Linked DNA regions of Gossypium hirsutum: all the other regions are linked to region 4. A link is a contact called in public Hi-C data. All regions are on one chromosome and are shown on one strand. Each heading gives the region's core, a stretch centred on a gene start, on an enhancer-like site or on the middle of the called end of the contact. The rest is flanking DNA. Distances are from core to core; before and after follow the strand shown.

Region 1 (2,700 bases), core at 75-2,574, 380 kb after region 4:
ATGAATATGGAATGAACATGCTTTATGATATTAGACATATATGAGTGATGATAAATTGAAAAAAGATTATGATATTGAATATGAATTGATATGTGAATTGATTATAAAATGAAATTGGATCATCGGTACTCTATTAACTATAAGCAGAGTCGAACATAGTTGGTATGCTATAGGGTTAGATTGTGCACGGGTTATACTTTGACTATATGTCAATGAGCGTTGGACGCATGTTACTTCAAACGTTCCAATGAGTGCTGGACACACCTTTTACTTTGGTTATACCTTTAAGCGGTAGGCACAATTTATATACTTTGGACGTTCCGATCAGACACTACTGGATGTCAAATTGGTATGTTGGTTGGATAATGCATGTACCCGTCCTAGATCCAAGTCAGGTTAATATGGGTATAAAGTATGAACTCGATAAATGATATTGAATTGAAATGATAGTATGAACCGGTACACATGTAGATATATGTAAAATATGACTTAAAATGTGAAAGACCATACGAACGAATTTATACAAGCCTGGAGGGTTGATATGGTAATAGAGCGAATCAATAGATTCGAGAATAAGATGAGTTAAAGAATGAGAAATTGATATGAAATGAAATGAAAATATATGTACCTTATTGTTGACTGGTATGACATGATAAATTCTAATGCAAATGATAAATGAATTGTTATACAAAATTGTTATTTCCATGCATTATATGTTAATGGAAGTTCTTGGCGTAAATGGAATGTGATTTGGCTAAATGTTAACTTATTTGATTAATGTTATTGTTATATTGACTTAAATCATGAAAAAATCACTAAGTTTTATTGTTCAGTGTATGGTTTGTTTATTCTATGTGAAGGTATGATCGTAAAATTTCGGCCCAACAATGTTTGTACAATACTTTACATTGCAATAGATGACATGTAACTAGGTTTGAACCATTTTAAGGTTGTAAATGGTGAATGGAGTGTTTTGATTATGGAATGATACATCTGTATATATGGCTTAAAGCTTTTAAAGGATGGAGATGTGTAATTGAACATCAACATGGGATGCAATGTTTTGCGTGTTGAGTTGAAGGAATCTACCTTCACATTGTGCATTTAAAGTCGCAACCCCGAGCCTATGTCAATGATGTCACAACACGGATCTATCATGGTCATAACCCCAACTCATTAAGTTATCAAAAGAGACTTTTGTAAGCTGATTATAAATCATGTGATGAATATGTATTAAACTTAATAGTTGAATTGAATGGTAACCAGCTATAGTTTCTCCGGGAACGAATTTAAGATCTCATAGCTCGGATCGAATGCTCAAGTTGATTTCAGTTGTAAGCTCAAAGCACCGAAAACCCATCATAATTTCATCCATTCCAAACAATTTTATTTAATTACACTAATAAGTAACAACACAGCAATCTGAAAATATAAATTATCTTTCAATTTTTTGGTGAGTTTTAAAGAGATCATATATTCTTTAACCACTGTCAAAATGGGAGTTCAAAATGAAAAAGAAAAGAGACAAGGAATTGACAGATTACCCGCTGTCAAAAGAGACGGGGAAGAAGAGGAACGACTAAAATGCACCAATCGGAACCTACGGCACTAGGCTTCGTTAGTCGTCGGAAAGCGAAAGACACAACAACGATGTCCAATGGGATCGGTTAGAACCGCAGTGAAAAAGATGAAAGCCTGGGATGGCATAAAACGTTGCCTTAAATGAAATCTACGGCATTGATGATGCAGCGGGCTTCGACCGGTGTCGGAGAGCGGCAAACACGACGGTGGCGTCGACCGGAATGGGTTGGAAGGAAGGCCGACAGGAATTGGTTTGGACGAGGAACGGGAAACGACGGCTTAGGGAAGAAATGTTTTTTTTTTTTAGCTTTAGTGAATTTATTTGATTACCTATAACCGGTAAATCCCGGTTTTGCTTTTATTTTAGGCTTTATCCTCTCTTTTTTTTGAATCTAAAGCCTCCTGCTTTTTGAAGCTTATGGTAAGCTTTTTTTAGCTTTCTGTAGAATTTCCCCATTATATCACCTTTTCGTTTTATGTTCTTTAAAAGCAGAGAGCCAAAGAGAGAAAGAAGGATCTGAGAAGGGAAAACATAGAGAAAAAAGCTTTAAAACAATGGCGGATTACCATTTCGTTTACAAAGACGTGGAAGGTGCTTCCACTCAATGGGACGATATTCAAAGAAAGCTTGGTAATTTACCCCCAAAGCCACCCGCTTTCAAGCCTCCTCCTTTCGAACCCGCACCCGACCCGGATTCTGCCCCCAAGGACAAGTCTTGGGTCGATGCCAAGACTGAAGATGAACTTGATGAACTCGAAGATGATCTCGATGATGATCGCTTCCTTGAAGAATACAGGTTTCATTTACATTTTTTCTTCAATTAATTGGATTTGTTTTGCGGATTTCAGTTTTAGGATTTAGACGTTATTATTTTGATAATTGGATTCAGAGGTGATTTTTTTTATTGAATTAAAATATTGGTTTAGATTATTTGGTTAAATTTGTTAGATTTATGAGCTGAAAGGGAAGTTTCACGTTGAAGCATGATAGCTTTAGGATTAATTCTGGTGATATCTTTTTTGTTCTTCATTTTGCATCAAATTCACGATTGCGAAATTGTTGGAACTTTTGCCTTGTGACTGGATTTTTATTAGCTATGGATCCTTCAAATACACATT
Region 2 (2,700 bases), core at 2-2,501, 350 kb after region 4:
CTGTCGTTAAAAATTTCTTTAAGCCACTAACGAATTGCTGACATGGCTTTTTTTTTTTACTTTTGAGTATAGCTAGAGACCTCTTTATAATTAGTTCAAAACACTTTCTTTTTTTGTTTACTAAGGTTTGTAAGTTTTCTCTTTTTCTTTGTTGTTGTTTGTTTCTTAGGAAAAGTAAAAGAGAAAAATAGGATAGTTGACTTGTTTGTTTGGCTTAGGTAACTGTATCACTCTGTTCTCTTCTTTAATTGATTTTCTCTTAACATGCAAAGGAGAAAAGAAAAAACTTAAAAATTCCTTTATAAATACCTTAAAATCTTCCCTTGGATACCCTCAAAATCATCTTTTCATTTTTAACATTCAATACCCAGTAGCATTAACATAATTACTATGAAAAGAAAAAAAAAAGGCAAGAAATATTTTTGAGGAATCATTATTTTCATCAATAAAGTTGAACACCCAACAAAACTAGATTTGTTAATAAACTAAACACGCACAATAAAACACAACACAACCCAATTCTAGAAATTTAAGAATTAAGTGGAAAAAATAAATTTTCTTAAATAAAAGAAAAGAAAAGAAAAACTTACCATACTAACATTAGATCTTGAAGAAATTGCAAAGAATCTTCAAGAAGCACATAGCTGAATCCGAGCACAAATCAAGCATGTACAAATAAACACTATGAGCAAATTACTCACGGTAAAACCTATTATCAACAAACAAGTCAAAACTATCCTCATTTACCTTTGGTACTTTTTCCAGGAAACAAACAAACAACAAAAAGGAAGAAGAGAAAACTTACCAACTTTAGCATTATGTTGCAAATGAAAAAAAAAATAAAGACACATCAACATCCATTAGTGAATTAACAAAATTTTTAACGATAGTGTCTAATTCAAGCAATTATCTTAACTAGAGTGACTAAATTGATAAAAAAATAGAATGATCAAAATAAGAACAACACTATTTTAGAGTGACCTACTGTATAATTTGCCCCAAAAAATATTATATGCCATGAAATTTAAACATTTACCCCCTTAAATTTATATTAAAATTTGTTCAATTTAATAAAATACATATTTCTATTAAATATATAACATTATTTAATATTTAAAAAAATTTTACAACCAATAACCAAAGCCCAAACCAACAAACATAGGCCGAACCGAAAACCGAAGCAAGTTCATATACAGACCCGGCCCAATTTGGTTCAACCACAATGCCAAGCTGGTCCGGAGCCAACATTTTCACTTTGATAACTGCTTTCTTGCACCTCTTCGTTGTATCAGATCAGATCTTCTAATTGACTAGTTCGAACTTCATCCCGATGTTCCATTGAGAAACCTAAAGAATTTTTTTGTTAATGGATATTCTTTTTGCTCAAATCCAAGCGGATCTCCGCTCAAACGATGCTCTCCGCCAGTCCGGCGCTCTTCTTTCCGCCCTCCAACAATCCGCCGCCGGTCGCGACATTTCCATAATTGCCAAATCCGCCGTTGAAGAAATCGTCGCCGCCCCTGCTTCCGCCGTCTGCAAAAAGCTCGCCTTCGACCTCATCCGATCCACTCGTTTAACCGCCGACCTTTGGGATTCTGTCTCCACCGGCATCCGTAACGACTTCCACTTCCCCGATCCCGATGTCGTTGCTGCTGCAGTCTCCATCCTCGCTGCCATCCCTTCTTATTCCCTCGCCAAACTTATCACCGATTCCAATGCCGAGATCTCTGCTTGTTTCGATTCCCCTTCCGATAACCTCCGGTTCTCCATCACCGAGACTCTAGGATGTGTTCTCGCTAGAGACGATCTCGTAACGTTGTGTGAAAACAATGTTAATCTTCTCGATAAGGTATCAGCTTGGTGGGCTCGGATTGGGCAGAATATGTTGGACAAGTCCGACACGGTTTCGAAGGTAGCATTTGAATCCGTGGGGAGATTATTTCAGGAATTGGATTCAAAAAGGATGAGCAGATTAGCTGGTGATAAGCTTGTTGATAGTGAAAATTCTTTGGCTATAAGGTCAAATTGGGTTTCTTCAATGGTTGATTTCGTTTGGAAAAAACGCAGCACTTTAATGGCAAGGTCATTGATTCTGCCGGTTGAGAGTTTTCGAGCAACTGTTTTTCCTTTAGTTTTTGCAGTTAAGGCAGTGGCTTCGGGGGGATTGGAAGTTATAAGGAAGATTTCAAAGGGTTCTAAAGTGAATGGGACTGTGGTGGATTCCAATGCGGAGAAATTAGTTGGTGTGTCGGATTTAGTCACTCATTTGGCTCCATTTCTGGCATCTTCGCTGGAACCTGCATTGATTTTTGACGTCGGGATTAATATGTTGTATTTGGCTGATGTGCCTGGAGGGAAGCCTGAGTGGGCTTCACAGTCAATAATTGCCATTTTGACACTTTGGGATAGACAGGAGTTTGCTTCTGCTAGAGAAAGTATTGTTCGAGCCGTTGTTACTAATCTTCATTTGCTTGATCTTCATATGCAGGTGTGTTTTTCTTTTTCTTTTTTACAATTCTTTTGCATAAATTAAATTTGGTTTTCTTAGTGTGTTAGAGATAGGTCTGAGTCATTGATATAGCGAGTTTATGAAATTTTACTGGTGTGAGCGTTTCAAGGTTAGCTGTCACACTGGGAAAGAATAATGAAATATATATGTTAGAATCCATCCTTAGAAGTTTCTTTATTTCTTCAGTGTGT
Region 3 (2,700 bases), core at 131-2,630, 310 kb after region 4:
AACTGAGGATGCCTGCGTGAGGCCAAGGATAATTTGCAACTCCTAAACCGTGTTCTGCCTCATCAGCAGATGCTACTGTTGCAAAACCTAGTAAACCTGAAACACCAGCTCCAAGGAGTGCAACAGTCCTCATACCAGCAGAACCCGCATCGTCATTAACTTTCCTTGATGAAAACCATGATAAAGCTTGAACCTGAGCAATAATACAGAACAAGTATTGGTAACTGGGAGAAAACCATTCCAGGTTAAATCCTATAGAAACTTTTCATTATTATTCAGAGATGAAAACTTTTTTTGCTCTGACTCTTCATTGTTCATGAAGTACACATGTCCAAGACTCGTATCCGACACTTGAGTATGAAGATAAACATCCAAGGATACTCCAAATACATGGAAAAACTTTAAAAAATCTGATCATACCCATCTCAATGCACACTTGCATATCAGACATTAGCACCCAAGTAAGAGTAATATAGGATGAAAACATACCGCAATTGGACAAAGCTTGCCTTAAAAGTTAGAATTCATCTTGAGGAAAGTAGAAAACTAGGATCAATGAATGAAAACTTGCTACAATTCAACAAATACTAGAATCCATGTAGCAAAATATTTCTAGATTATGTAAGAAAATCCAGTAAGAACCATGTAGATTGCATGGTCTTCATGACCTCATTCCATAGGTAAGTATAAGTTTAACATCAATGAAGGAAAACTAGGAAAGAATCTTACAGCAGACTGTGATTGAAATTTCCTCCTTAAAACCTGGTGGATTAATCCTCCAGCCATTTCAGTTAATTTCCCTGAAAAGTTCAGCTGAAACTTAATAAGCAAATGTATATTTACAATTAAAATGTTAAAAAAAAAGGACAAAATGAGATTAAAAAGAGAATTCATATAAAGGTTCCTTTTTTTCAGTCAAATAATCATTAAATTCTACAAAAAGGAAAAGCTTTAACAGTGTTGAAACAAGTGGGTAATCATAAAATCAAAGGATAAACATACAATACACAAAGAACAGTAAACCCAATCAAAGGAATAGCATAAGGAAGCCAAAAAAAGGTTAAAGTTTAAAATGAAAAAAGGAGGAACTTGAAAACCCTAACATAGAGGATCTGGGGGCAGATCCAACAACTATGGAGGAAAAAATAATAAAAATAATAAACCCAAAGATTAAAAGAAGATGTGAAGAGAGCATAAGACAGAGAACTAACTTGAAAAAGAGAGTGAAGGTTGATCACAGAGAGGTGGCGGTGGTGGTGGTCAAAGGAACCGGCGGCTGCCTCACAGATCCAAAGGAACAAAACGGAAAGTATAAGAGAAAACAGCATAAATTATAGTAGGAAAAAAAAACAGTGATTGAGATTTAGTCGAGTCGCGTGTCCACCAACAGACAGTAAGGTTTTGGGCTTTTAGGATGGCCTTGAAAACTGCCAGGTCTTGTGTTTGGTCTTTTCAGTGACATGAGACCCAAGTAGTGGACAGCAATAAAACCAGCCCATAAAGGAGACTCCACAAATAAATAAAAAGAAAACAGACAGGCCCCTTTTTTCCTTGCAGAGACAGCCCATTGCATCCACCGACCGACCATGAAAACAACTGCCGAGGATTGCCCTTGAATTTTCAACCTCGGAAGACACATAAAATTAAAGGATTAATTCCACAGTACATCCTCAAGTTATGATTCATGTTTTAAACAAGTTCTAAATTTTAAAATGCTCGAATTGAGTTTTTAAAATATTAGTATCATATCAATTAGGTTCTTTCGTTAATCTAATTATTAATTTGGATGCTAAATAAGCATGAGTCTAATAAAAAATATAGTTTTTATGTAATATTTAGTGTTATTTGAACCGAATTGATTGATATACTAGTCTGAATATAGAAGTTGAATCGACCTCTAAATGAACTGCTCAAAACTAATAAAAAATTGGAAGTCAGAACAAAAAGTCAAAAATTTGAATCAGTTGAACGGATTTTATATATATTTTTTATGTTTTATGAATATTTTTATTATTTATTTTTATATGATTGATCAAATCGAATGTTGAACATAGTTTAAACCGTTCAACCACTATCCTGATTTTTAAAACACTCGTGGCATACGATTCCCAAGTTATCCAAATGCTAAAAGGACCTAACCGATACTTTGAGTATTATAGTTTAGGACTAATGTAAATTTTGAAGCATAATTTAGGATATGAGATGTAATTTACCCAAGAATTAGTGAACTTCAAAAGGCAATGAAAAACCATTGGCGCCCAACATTTTGAGCAGAGTTCAAAGTTACTGCTGTCTCAAGCTGTCTTTCTTTTTTCTCCTCCAACCCCTGTATTCCCTTTACGTTCTAATAAATAAATGGAGATGAGCAATACTCTTATGAACCTGCAAAAAGAAAAATGGGCAAAAATCTACCTCACCACCATCAACATCAAAGCAAGAGCAACAACAGTTACACAAAATTTATATTTGTTCTATTCTTTTGTCTTTTGGGATTGGCTTGCATTGTAGATCTCTTGTGGGCATCTTCTTCTTCTTTTAGCTCTTCATATCTTAGGTTTGCATCCAATTGGGTGTCTCAAAAACCTCGTATCTTTGTTTCTCAACAACAACAACACAACGTTGACGACAAGGTTTTGTCTTTTTTTTGTCTTTCCCTCTCTTTAAAAATTTGTTCTTTTGGTGATAGATTTTTTTTTTTGC
Region 4 (2,700 bases), core at 33-2,532:
AGCAGTAATCTCCATATCGATTCTTCCCGAGCTACCAGATCCCTCTGATTCACCAGGAGGCTCATACGGGCCACAATAATACTCTCCTGCAAACCTATCGCACTTTGTCAACATCTTAGCCAAAGCACCTTTCTTCTTATATCCCTTTATTCAGTGTAAAGGAGCTGCTGACTTAATTGCCGCACTCTGAAGATATCAGCCATAGGAGCAAAATTATCCCATCTGATTTTCTAGTGTAACTATAAATCCACCCTTTAACTACAACTACTAGAGTAAAGGTCAGTAAAAGTTTTAAACAAGTTTAAATCAATTCCCACCGCACTTACCCAAATATAAAATATTTAACCACTGTGAATACTTTCTTGAACTATTTATCTTTTGAAAGACACAAATTCACTAGATTAAACACTAGAGAACATTAATAGGAACCAAATTCTCCCATTCCACAGTGAATAAATCCAGATTTAAATTTTTCCCGACAATGGGAAAGGAATTAAACTGCACGAGAATAAATTGAACTTATTCACAGTTCAATTAAAGCAGCTCTTACCTGCATCTACCCAGATCCTGAATTTTATTTACACTACCCATCTTTACAAACCCCAAATTCACCACATTAATTAATAAAAAAACCCACCATATTAAACTCTATAAAACACCTAAAAGGCAAGAACGCGAAATTCGTATTTAATAAAATTTCAATCATGCATGGAAAGCTAAAATTGCGAGAAGAAAAACTAGCTTACTGGTTTAAATTGAAAATATATAATAACATTTACTAGATAAAGCCTCAAATCTTTACAACAGAAGAAGTTTGATACAACAAAAACCCTAATCCAATATCAAACCCCTCCCGCCCTAAGAATAAAACCCAAACCCGGATCCAAAAAGAAATCTAAAACCCATAAGAAACCAGTAACAATTACCAGTCTGTCACTGCTCGCTCACTGTTCCTCCTATGTCGAGAACCCTTTCTTCACTTCCTCAATCGTTTCGCCGACAAAGTAAAAGAGAGAAGCAAAAAAAACGCACAAACAGGAGAAAACTCTAGATCAAGAAACCCTAGAGAAATTAATAATTAATATTCTTAAAATAGAAAGGAAAAATGTTTTATTGAATTTTAAAATTTTGGATCGAAAAAGATTATTAGCGAGATCAGCAAAAGAGCTGAACTTCGTATATCTTCGCTCTATTTAAAGGGCTTTTGCTTCTTTTGGAGAAATTATGACCGCTAGATTCAGGATGAAAGTCATCGGACGGTCAGATTTAAGATCGATCTCGAACGTCCGATTTTGGCATGCTGATTTAGCACAATTAATCATTCAAAATTGTTCTTTGCCAATTATTGTTTTAGGCCCTCTACTATTCCTTCTACTTCAATTTCCCATAATTTTTTTTATGATGTCATTAATAGCACCATTCACACATACGGGGAAGGCAATAAAGCAGCTGGTGCTCTATGTCGAATGGCTAGTTCCATGCTACCGAATCTTTCAGTTTTCACTTCGCCTTTAAATGAAGTGATTCACGAACTGCATGACAATGTACTACAATATACTTTGCTTAGGATAGTTCCTTAATTCCCTATTATTTCTCTTATAATATCCTACCATTAAAATAATAATATATTTTTTAAATTATTACTCAATTACACAATCTGAGTTGCATGAAAAATCTAGTCAACTATGTGCAACTAATAACAAAACTCACATTTTAGTTAAATATTTTATTTTAATATTTTTATTTTTTATTTAAAAGTTATGTCATAACAACAATAAGTAATAGTGTTATCAATTTAATAATATAATAAAAAATAGAGAAATCAAAAAAATTAAATCTCAAATTTCAAGAGATTATTTAAATAAAAATTAGAACTTTTGTTTTTTTTTATTCAACGTAGGTATTATAGAAACCTCACTCAACCTCCCACATACAACATGGCACATAAAAGACTCAACTCTTATCAAATGTCTCAAAGTTCTTGTTTGAGCAAAAATGGTCAACACCACAAACCAATTCGCTCTCCGCTATAATATCGCTTATGGAATTCAAGATTATGTAATCGATAGCTTAATCCTATAAATACGATATTTCATTTGTAAAGTTCGACACCTGAAAAAACTCAATTACTTTTGTACATGTTTCAAAGGTTGCGATTAGAGAAATGGTAATCTCTCTCCTTTCCTCTTCATGGATAACAAACCATGAAAAGTTAAACAAAAAAATGAAGTCAGTCCCGTCAACAAAGGTTATGTTCATCTCTAACCTTGATAAGATAGTGACTATCAAATTTAGGCATGACAAGCAATTGACTCATGTTAGGACTATTATATTGTCTATAAGTTCAAATGGGATATAACTTATCTCGACTACCAAAGCATAATTGACTCCCAAGATAGAGATATTAATGTGGTTATTTGGATTGATAATGCATTGGATTGAACTCAAGATGAAATAATATTAAATCTATTTATAGATTATTTTTTTATTCATTGTGCGACTTACCTTAATCTTGAGTAAATGAATGACTATATATGTATGACTTGTGTACTTTAATATATTTATAATCAATGCGCCTCGAAATAGTAAGCAAAAACTTGGTATGTTAGGTATATAACTTAATTACATTTTATTTTAACCTACATTATATATGGCTAATTAGTCTATTTGCTAAATTGTTATAGATTTATATGGAATGCG

Evidence for each region. A called contact is a pair of places that touch in the nucleus more often than the background predicts.
Region 1: a contact with region 4 is called in a Hi-C map of leaf, with 2.8 times the contacts expected there. The contact joins the promoter of LOC107892178 here to the promoter of LOC107892185 in region 4. A contact is called at or near these places in 2 of 34 Hi-C or Micro-C datasets (both in leaf).
Region 2: a contact with region 4 is called in a Hi-C map of leaf, with 2.4 times the contacts expected there. The contact joins the promoter of LOC107892180 here to the promoter of LOC107892185 in region 4. A contact is called at or near these places in 2 of 34 Hi-C or Micro-C datasets (callus and leaf).
Region 3: a contact with region 4 is called in a Hi-C map of leaf, with 2.5 times the contacts expected there. The contact joins the promoter of LOC107892181 here to the promoter of LOC107892185 in region 4. A contact is called at or near these places in 11 of 34 Hi-C or Micro-C datasets (callus, hypocotyl, leaf and 1 more).

Annotation. Positions count from the first base shown.
Region 1 is chrD09:11,891,127-11,893,826 of Gossypium_hirsutum_v2.1, forward strand. LOC107892178 (phosducin-like protein 3) reads left to right here and starts at 1,325. Exons shown (of 4, transcript XM_016817187.2): 1 at 1,325-2,378. The coding sequence starts at 2,137.
Region 2 is chrD09:11,856,522-11,859,221 of Gossypium_hirsutum_v2.1, forward strand. LOC107892180 (protein TPLATE) reads left to right here and starts at 1,252. Exons shown (of 7, transcript XM_016817190.2): 1 at 1,252-2,488. The coding sequence starts at 1,367.
Region 3 is chrD09:11,816,970-11,819,669 of Gossypium_hirsutum_v2.1, forward strand. LOC107892181 (cytochrome c1-2, heme protein, mitochondrial) reads right to left here and starts at 1,381. Exons shown (of 8, transcript XM_016817191.2): 1 at 1,212-1,381; 2 at 730-813; 3 at 1-193. The coding sequence starts at 1,328. It also overlaps the pseudogene LOC107893006.
Region 4 is chrD09:11,508,605-11,511,304 of Gossypium_hirsutum_v2.1, forward strand. It overlaps LOC107892185 (transcription factor GTE8), which reads right to left and starts at 1,283. Exons shown (of 11, transcript XM_016817196.2): 1 at 927-1,283; 2 at 1-186. The coding sequence starts at 114.